2 separate regions of the Sus scrofa genome follow, and region 1 is linked to region 2. The links are chromatin contacts, called in public promoter capture Hi-C maps. All regions are on one chromosome and are shown on one strand. The core of a region is the stretch at or near the end of the contact, and the rest is flanking DNA. Distances in the headings are between cores, read along the strand shown.

Region 1 (4,301 bases), core at 316-2,815, 560 kb after region 2:
CGGAGCTAACAAGCAAACAGGGCCTAGAGACGAAGACGCTAAAGAGAAACCCGGAAGGAGCACTTGGACGCACTTCCGGCGCGCTAAGCAGGGAAGATGGCTGCATCCCAACCTCAGGCTTCTGCAGCTTCTTCTGCTGCTGCTGGTGTGTCGGGTCCGGGTTCGGCTGGCGGCTCGGGTCCTCAGCAGCAGCCGCAACCACAGGCACAGTTGGTGGGGCCTGCCCAGGGCGGGCTTTTGCAGCAACAGCAACAGGACTTCGATCCTGTACAGCGATATAAGATGCTCATCCCGCAGCTAAAAGAGAGTCTGCAGGTGATTGGCCACGAGCTGCGAGAAGCAAGCGAGATGTGGCTCTCTGATTTAATAGGGGTGGATGGCGGGGCTCTTTAGTCAAGGAGAGCGCAAAAGGAGATTTAGGCAAGGAAGATGAGTGAGGCTTGATATTGGAGAGGCCAGAGCGAAGCTTTGTGAACTGACAGTGTGCGGTGGGATCAGGGCAAATCTTGAGCCTAGGATTTATCAGAATTCACGCGGGAGGGAGTTTAAAGAAGAAACCTAGCTCGGGTCGTGAAAGCCTGAAAAACGGACTGGCCTGTACAGAAAGTGACCATGACTGGTGGGTGAGGGATGACTCAAGTTATGTCCAAGAGGTTATTGGCGAGAACCCCAGGTGACCGAGAGTGGGCCTCCGGGAACGTACAGGTGGTTATTGCTATAGAGGAATGGAAGCTGGCATTACTCTGGAGTGGCAGGATAGAAGTGCCAAGTGAAGAGGCCTGAGATTGGGGTATCTTAAAAGGAGATTAGGGGTTCCCGTCGTGGCGCAGTGGATAACGAATCCGACTAGGAACCATGAGGTTGCGGGTTCGGTCCCTGCCCTTGCTCAGTGGGTTAACGATCCGGCGTTGCCGTGAACTGTGGTGTAGGTTGCAGACGCAGCTCGGATCCCGCGTTGCTGTGGCTCTGGCGTAGGCCGGTGGCTACAGCTCCGATTCGACCCCTAGCCTGGGAACCTCCATATGCCATGGGAGCGGCCCAAAAAATAGCTTAAAAAAAAAAAAAAAAAAAAAGAAGAAGAAGAGATTAGATCGACCAAAGGTGTTCTCTTTTGTGTCTGCATTTTCTTCACCTTTTTTTCCCTTTAATTAGACCCTGATGAAGGTTGCAGCCCAGAACTTGATTCAGAACACTAACATTGACAATGGACAGTGAGTAATCCCTTTTCCCCAGGGTGTCCTATCTCCATCCTAGTTTTAGAAATTCACCCCCTCTGCACCCCACCCATCCCCTTTTTCTCTTACTTTCAAGCCCAGCTCCCTAGAGCCTAACTGCCCTTCTTTGCCCCTTCTACTATTAACTGTCCCCCTAGGCCTTGCACTGGTCTCCTGGGCCTATACCTGGTTTCCTGATGCTACCTGGTTGGGTAGTCATTTAGTCCCGGAGATTGAAATCCCATTCCTCACCTTCTTCTCTTGGACTGTAGAAAGAGCAGCGATGGACCCATACAGCGCTTTGACAAGTGTCTGGAGGAGTTCTACGCACTCTGTGACCAGCTGGAGCTCTGCCTGGTAAGGGACCGCCTAGGCACCGGGTGACCACAACCCTGCCTCAGTTCCTGGGCTTGTGGAGCCTTCATTCAATCAATCGACACATGCTTACTGAGCATCTCCTGGTGGCCAAGAACTGTGCTGATGCTGGGGACATAATGTTGCCTGATCCTTGCCCTCACAGAGCTTCCACTTCAGTGGGTGACAAATATATCTTCAAACAGTGACAGCTCAGAGTAGTCAGGGCTCTGATGGGAGAAGTTCAAGCCGTGGAGGGCTATGAGCAGGGGAGGAGGGGACAAGGCAGAAGGGTCAGGACTAGGATGGGGGAGGCACAGGCAGAGGGGTCAGGATTAAAATAAGGGAAGCTCTGGGGGGCTATGGAAGCCCAGAAAAGGCACCCTGCCTTGAGTGGGTCTGTGGAGGAAGTGGTTCAGGGTAGATCACTAGTGGAGAGTGCATCTGAGCTGAGGTTGGGACAAAAAATGGAAGACAGGAGTTCCCGTTGTGGCGCAGTGGTTAACGAATCCGACTAGGAACCATGAGGTTGCGGGTTCGGTCCCTGCCCTTGCTCAGTGGGTTAACGATCCGGCGTTGCCGTGAGCTGTGGTGTAGGTTGCAGACGCGGCTCGGATCCCGCGTTGCTGTGGCTCTGGCGTAGGCCAGTGGCTACAGCTCTGATTCGACCCCTAGCCTGGGAACCTCCATATGCCGCGGGAGCGGCCCAAGAAATAGCAACAACAACAACAACAATAACAACAAAAAGACAAAAAAAAAAAAAAAAAAAATGGAAGACAGGTGAGAGTTGAAAGGAGGGCAGATGGCTAAGAACACAGCCTCCAAAATCAGATGGCCATCAGTCGCTACTTCTAAGCCTTCATTCCACCTTTGGAAAGTGGATTTTTGGGAAGGACTCAGGCAAGATCTTGCATGTAAAGCATTTAACGTGATACTGGGCCCATAGCAAATGTTTCCTCTAGTATCATCATTGTCATTATTTTGAACTGGGTTTTGAAGGAAAAGGCAATTTGAGAAGAAGCCTCGTGGTGGTAGAAAGGTGTTCTGGCAGTTCCTTTTGTGGCTCACTGGGTTAAGGACCTGAGGTTCTCTGTGATGATGCAGGTTTGATCCCTGGCCTCACTCGTGGGTTAAAGATCCAGCATTGCCACAAGCTGCGATGTAGGTCACAGATGCGGCTCAGATCTGGCATTGCTGTGGCTGTGGTGTAGGCTTGCAGCTGCACCTCCAGTTTGACCCCCAGCCTGGGACCTTCCATATGCTGCAGGTGCAGCCAAAAAAAGAAAAAGGAGAAAGACAAAAAAAAAAAAAAAAAAAAAAAATCTGGTGTTCCCATCGTGGCGCAGTGGTTGGTGAATCCGACTAAGAACCATGAGGTTGCAGATTCGATCCCTGCCCTTGCTTAGTGGGTTGAGGATCCAGCGTTGCCGTGAGCTGTGGTGTAGGTCGCAGACACGGCTCGGATCCTGCGTTGCTATGGCTCTGGCATAGGCTGGTGGCTACAGCTCCTATACGACCCCTAGCCTGGGAAGCTCCATATGCCGCGGAAGCGGCCCAAGAGATGCCAGAAAGACAAAAAAGAAAAAGGAGAAGTGTGTTCCAACTAAGAGGAACAGCTTCTGCTCTAAGTTCTCTTTAGAAACGTCACAAACGTCATGAAATCTGGTCTGGCTGTGGTGGGGTAGGCCTTGGGACTTACTGGAGTTTGAAGAGAGCCCAGAGGGTGCTGGGGCGCCATGGAGGGTTTCAAGCAGGGAAGAATATGGACTCGTTTGCTTTTTTAGAACTATACCTCTGGCTGCCAAATGAGGGATGGGTTCAGGTGGAGGCTGGGAGCTCACAGCAGGCATCAAGAGGGCAAGGTTCCACCAGGGAAGGGTCCTGAAGAAGTGGGAAAGGCAGATGGGAAGGCCTTGTGCACAGGGCCATGACCCTGAGAGACTGGGCAGAGTCTCCAGGATGAGGCCCAGGGCTCTCGTTGGAATGGTGGGGCCATCCCTGAAACAAAGACCCAGGAAAGTGAATGGTTCACTAAGTAGAGTGTGAGCATCCTGGAATTTTAGGGGAGGCTGGCACACAGATGTGGTGTCATGGGTGCAGAGGTGGGAACTGAGTGGTGGGAGTAAGGGAGAGAGCCCCTAGAGGGCATGAGAATGAGAGGAGACAGGGTCTGGGAATTGCCATGTTTAAGGCCTAAGTACACTAAGAAGTACCTAGAAGGACCAGCCAGAGAAGTAGGAGGAAAACCAGGAGAAGCAGGTGCCACCAGAGAAGCCAGTGCCAATGCCAGGCCTAGGGTTAGGACAGTCACAATAATGGTACTGACATCAGCTAGTGCTTGAGAAACTTGCCAAGGAGTTCCCTCTGTGCTGCAGCGGGATCAGCTATGTCTTGGGAGCAGCGGGACACAGGTTCGATCCCCCCCGCCCAGCACAGTGGATTAAGGATCCGGCATTGCCATAGCTGCAGCTTGGGTTGCAGCCTCGGCTTGGATCTGATTCCTGGCCCAGGAACTCCAAATGCTGCGGGGTGGCCAAAAATGAAAAAAGAAAAACAAATAAACTTGCCAAGATCTCTGACTGTTTCTCAAATACACTGCTCTCACCATTCTCAGGTTATGAGGTAGCAGAAGTAGTTATTAAACCCATTTTCCAAAGGAGGAGACAGGCTCGGAAAGGAGCAGCTGCATGCCCCGCAGTCACCAAGCAAGTGAATGGCAGGGCCAGGCTCTGA
Region 2 (4,286 bases), core at 244-2,743:
AGGCTCCTTCTGGTTTCTTTGGAGAAAGAGAGGTGGGGAAGGGGGCATGTGGAGGACTTGAGAAATGTTGAGGAGGCTGGGACACTGGTCCAGGTGAAGACAAGGTGAGGGTGGACAGAACCAGGGTGTGGCCATGTGGGATGGGAGAAGTGGGTGAATTTTGTATATACTTGGAAGATGGATCTGACAGAATTTCCTGAACGACTGGATGTAGGGTGTGAAAACAAAGAGGAGCCAAGGATGACTGCAAGCTTTGTTGCCTGCACAGCTGAAAGGCCGGAGGCACCATTGACCAAGATGGGGATGGCTATGGGGTGACGAGGTTTGGGAGGAAGATCAGGAGCCCAACTCTGGGTACTTACACTTGAGACACCTATTATGTGTGAGTGTCATTTGTATTTATTTACTGTCGTGTCCCCCATACACTTGAGAACTTGGCGCACTTACCATGCTCAGCACCTTATCACCAGCATCCAAGAAGAGTTCCTGGAATACAACAGAGGCTCAATAAATGCTTTTTGAATGAGTGAAGTAAACACGTCCAAAAAATCCTCCACTTTCCCAGTCAGCCAGTATCCATTCGGAGCTACCATGTCCATTTTGTGAATTCTTCAAGAGTTTGTTTAATTGTCCTCCTTGTTCATAAAGCCAACTCTGCCAGTTTCCGTTGTGGCTCAGCAGGGCGTAAATCCAAATCCGACTGGTATCCATGAGGATGCAGGTTCCATCCCTGGTTTCTCTCAGAGGGTTAAGGATCGTGGGTTGCTATGGCTGTTGCATAAGCTGGCAGGTGTAGCTCTGATTTGATTCCTAGCTCAGGAACTTATATATGCCACAGGTGTTGCCCTGAAAAGCAAAGGCAAAAAATAAAAAAATAAATGAAGTCAATCCTGACTACTTCATTTCCATTCTAGTTCTGTTTGATTTTTCTTCATAGCACATATCCCCTTGGAATATATACATACGCTATGTACTTTTTTTCCCCCCGCATCTGTGGCATGTGGAAATTCCTGGGCAAGGGATGGAAAATGAGCCACAGCTGGGGCCGATGCCACAGCTGGGGCAACGCTGGATTCTTAACACGCTGCACCACAGCAGCAACTCCAATACACTGTTTCCTAAAATTGTGTTTTTTTCCTTTCACTAGACGGTTGTTTCATGAGGGCAGACAGTTTTGTCTATCTTATTTAGTGTTGATGCGTAAAACATGGTCTGGCACATAGTAGGCGCTTAATATTTGTTGAATTTCTGGCGCCGAAAGGGAATACACTCCACGCCAGAGCCCAATGGCCAGACCCGCCGGCCGAATCCTTCGCTCTCTGGGCCCGCCCACACGTAGAGGCCGCGCGCGCGCGCGCGCGCGCGAGGAGGCGAAGCTCGTCCACGAGCCGAAGGGCGGCGGGGAAGTGGACTCTGCGCAGGCTCAGAGCTTCCCGAGGCGGGGTCTTAGGGCCTTTCTCGTTAGGAAGCGCGCGCGCGCGCGCGCGGGAGGGCGGCGGCGGCGGCGGCGGCGGAGGCGCGGTGCGCAAGCGCAGCGGGCAGTGCGCAGGCGCTAGCGCAGGGCGGGCTGAAGCAGCTGAAGCAGCGGCGGCGGCGGCGGCGGCGGAGGCTCGGGCAGAGGGGCGGGAGCAGAGGCGGGAGCGGACGGGCTCGGGAGAGGCGGCGGAATGGTGGACTACCACGCGGCGAACCAGTCGTACCAGTACGGCCCCAGCAGCGGGAGCAATGGCGCCGGCGGCGGCGGTAGCATGGGCGACTACATGGCCCAGGAGGACGACTGGGACCGGGACCTGCTGCTGGACCCGGCCTGGGAGAAGCAGCAACGCAAGGTGCGCGGCCCGCGGGCCGGACGGGCTGGAGGGGGGCTTCCGAGGGAGGCTGGGCGCCGGGAAGGGGTTGGGAGTCCTGAGATGGGAGTGGAGGGTCTGTGATGAGAACCGGGCGTCGTGAGAAGGAATCGGTGGATCTGAGAAGGTGTTTGGGGTCCTGAAAAGGAGTTGCAGAACTTGAGCAAGGAATTGGGAGTCTGAAAAAATCATTGGCGGCCGAGGAGAGAATATGGAAATCTAAAACATGGAATCAGGGAGTCTGTGAAGGAATTAGGCGGGTCGAGGTGGGGAATTGGAGGAAACCAGCGAGATGATTGGAGACTCTAAAATGGAATTGGGTCTGAGGCGGGATCGAAGGCTCGGGTTGGATTGGGGTTGCTGAGAGAGGAACGGGGGGTCTGGAATTTGGGGGTCGGGGCAGTCTGAGGAGGAGCTCGAGTGTGCAGGGGGTTGTTTGGCTCGCAGAGTCCTCTGAAGAGGATAGGATTGTGGGAGCCCCAGGCTGGGGAACTTCTAAAGGGGGTGAGGATTCTGGAAGTCTGAAGATGGGGTTGGGGGGTACTCAGGAGGGGATTGTGGAGTGGGAAGGGTGGTGGAAGGACAGGGGAGATAAAAGCAGAGGGGCTAAGGAAAGAAGTGACTGTGAAAAGACCCGGGGCTTAGGATGTGGGGATGGGGAGGGTGGCGAATGAGGTCTGGAACGGGGGTCCGAAGGGACCTGTGAATGAGAAGTCTTGCAGGGGGTGAGATTTACTGGGGGTGCCCCGTTTTAAGGGGAAGAGGAGAAGACTGGACAAGAGAAGGCATGAAAGGAATTGATGAGGCTAAAGGCCTCATCGATGAGAGGCCCAAGGGAGATAGGGAGAGTATTTGGAGCGTTTTGAGGAGGGGAGCCGAAGAATTGCTGGAACGTCCACAAAGGCTCCGCCAAGGGTTGGCGGCGCCTGAGGCCAAGCAAGGTAGCCTGGAAAAGGTGAGGATGGAGGGAGGGAAGGGGCAGAATGGCGGAGAGTGGGAGGGAGGTTGGCGGGGTAATGAAAGTCTCATTAGGAAGGGAGTGTGTGATGGATAGACTGAGAGAGGAATTTGGGGGTGGGGGCGTCTGGAGATGCCGTCCCGGGACCGGAGAGTGTGTGTGTGTCCTGAAGGGAGAATGCGTTGTCTGGGGAGGAAGAGGTGAGAGTAGCTGCAAGAATTGTCCCGTGGGGGTGGGGGGGTGGGGCAAAGAGGTCTTTCTAAAGCAGGGCCTGTTTTCAGGTGGCATGTTGGGGTGTGGAAGCAATTTAGGGGAGACCCACAGTGAGGAAAGGGAGATCAAAAGGAGTGGGAGGCCCAGAGAAGGTAGCTTGTGTGTGTGTGTGTGTGGGTAAAATCTCAGGTGGTTGAGAGCGGGGAGCCTGATAGAAGAGAGGGTTTGAGTGTGTGCAGGAAGAGCTAAAGAAAGGAGGGTGTTGAGTAGGTGGGTGTGTTGGGAGGGGGTGTTTAAAGTGTTGTGTGTGCAGAGGGTGGGAGGTACTTGCAGTTAGGTTCTGGAGATCGGAATTTTCCTTCCAGATTTGTTACCAACTCTGTGGCCTTGGGCAAGACCCTTGGTCTCAGTGCAGTTCTGTCACCTGCGAAATGAGGCGGGGTCGAAGGGGTCCCTTCTGTGACTCTAGGAAGAGAGATGTGTATGGTGTGGGACTTGAGGGTGGCTTTGGTGGAGCTTTCTCAGGAACGTGGGGGCGGACTCAAAGCAAGGGGTGCGAGTGGTGAGTGTGGCTGGAAGCCTCTTGAGGGTATGAGTTGGTGCTTTGGGGGCTCCCAGCGGGCAGCCCAGGCTGGAGGGGAAAGGGTGAAAAGAGCAGCTGTTCCAGGCAGCCCGGGGTGGGGCCTGGCATAACCTTGGGTAAATTACCAACCTCTGCTTGAATTTCCTCCTCTGTAGTTGGGGGGTGGTGGGTTGGCTGTGGCGTCCTTATCTGTTGCCCCACCTACCTCTGGGTGGGCAGATGGAGATAATCTGACATAAAAATGCTTTTTGAGGGGAGAGCCCTAGTCTGCAGACTCAGCAGTGTGTTGCCGGAGGCAGTGCTGGGTTGGAAAAGGTTAAGAGTTGCCAGGAGACTTGGAAAGTTGGGAGGGGAGCCTGCGGCTACCGGGTTGTTTGTGAGGTCTGGGCTCTGCCTTCTCCAGCTGCACGTGCTTGGGGAGAAGGAGCCTTGGAACCTTTTACTCAGGTGATGGGAGTGGGCACCTGCCTTTCCCCTCCCTTCCCGTCTCTACCACTCCCAAAGGTGCTCCCTTTGCTAGCTCACTTCCACTCCTTTGGGAGTTGTTAGGGTGTGTGCTTCTTCGTACCCATAGTCTCCCTTGCATGCTGGGCGAGGCTGAGGCACCCACCATTCCGGCCTGGGCGGGAACCAGGACTCACCGGAACCCCTAGGCCTCGCTGCTGTGTGTCAGCTCCCTTCCTCA

Evidence for each region. Promoter capture Hi-C pulls out the DNA fragments that hold promoters and counts their contacts.
Region 1: a promoter capture Hi-C map of liver shows a contact between it and region 2, with 3 times the contacts expected there. The contact joins the promoter of PAF1 here to the promoter of ACTN4 in region 2. A contact is called at or near these places in 1 of 5 promoter capture datasets (liver), 1 of 47 Hi-C or Micro-C datasets (embryonic fibroblasts) and 2 of 2 datasets of contacts at active chromatin or transcription factors (alveolar macrophages and skeletal muscle).

Annotation. Positions count from the first base shown.
Region 1 is chr6:48,052,066-48,056,366 of Sscrofa11.1, forward strand. It overlaps PAF1 (RNA polymerase II-associated factor 1 homolog), which reads right to left and starts at 1,566. Exons shown (of 16, transcript XM_003359387.4): 1 at 1,467-1,566; 2 at 1-1,049. It overlaps MED29 (mediator of RNA polymerase II transcription subunit 29), which reads left to right. Exons shown (of 4, transcript XM_005657496.3): 1 at 1-315; 2 at 1,153-1,211; 3 at 1,487-1,571. The coding sequence starts at 97.
Region 2 is chr6:47,492,341-47,496,626 of Sscrofa11.1, forward strand. ACTN4 (alpha-actinin-4) reads left to right here and starts at 1,494. Exons shown (of 21, transcript XM_003355883.4): 1 at 1,494-1,829. The coding sequence starts at 1,668.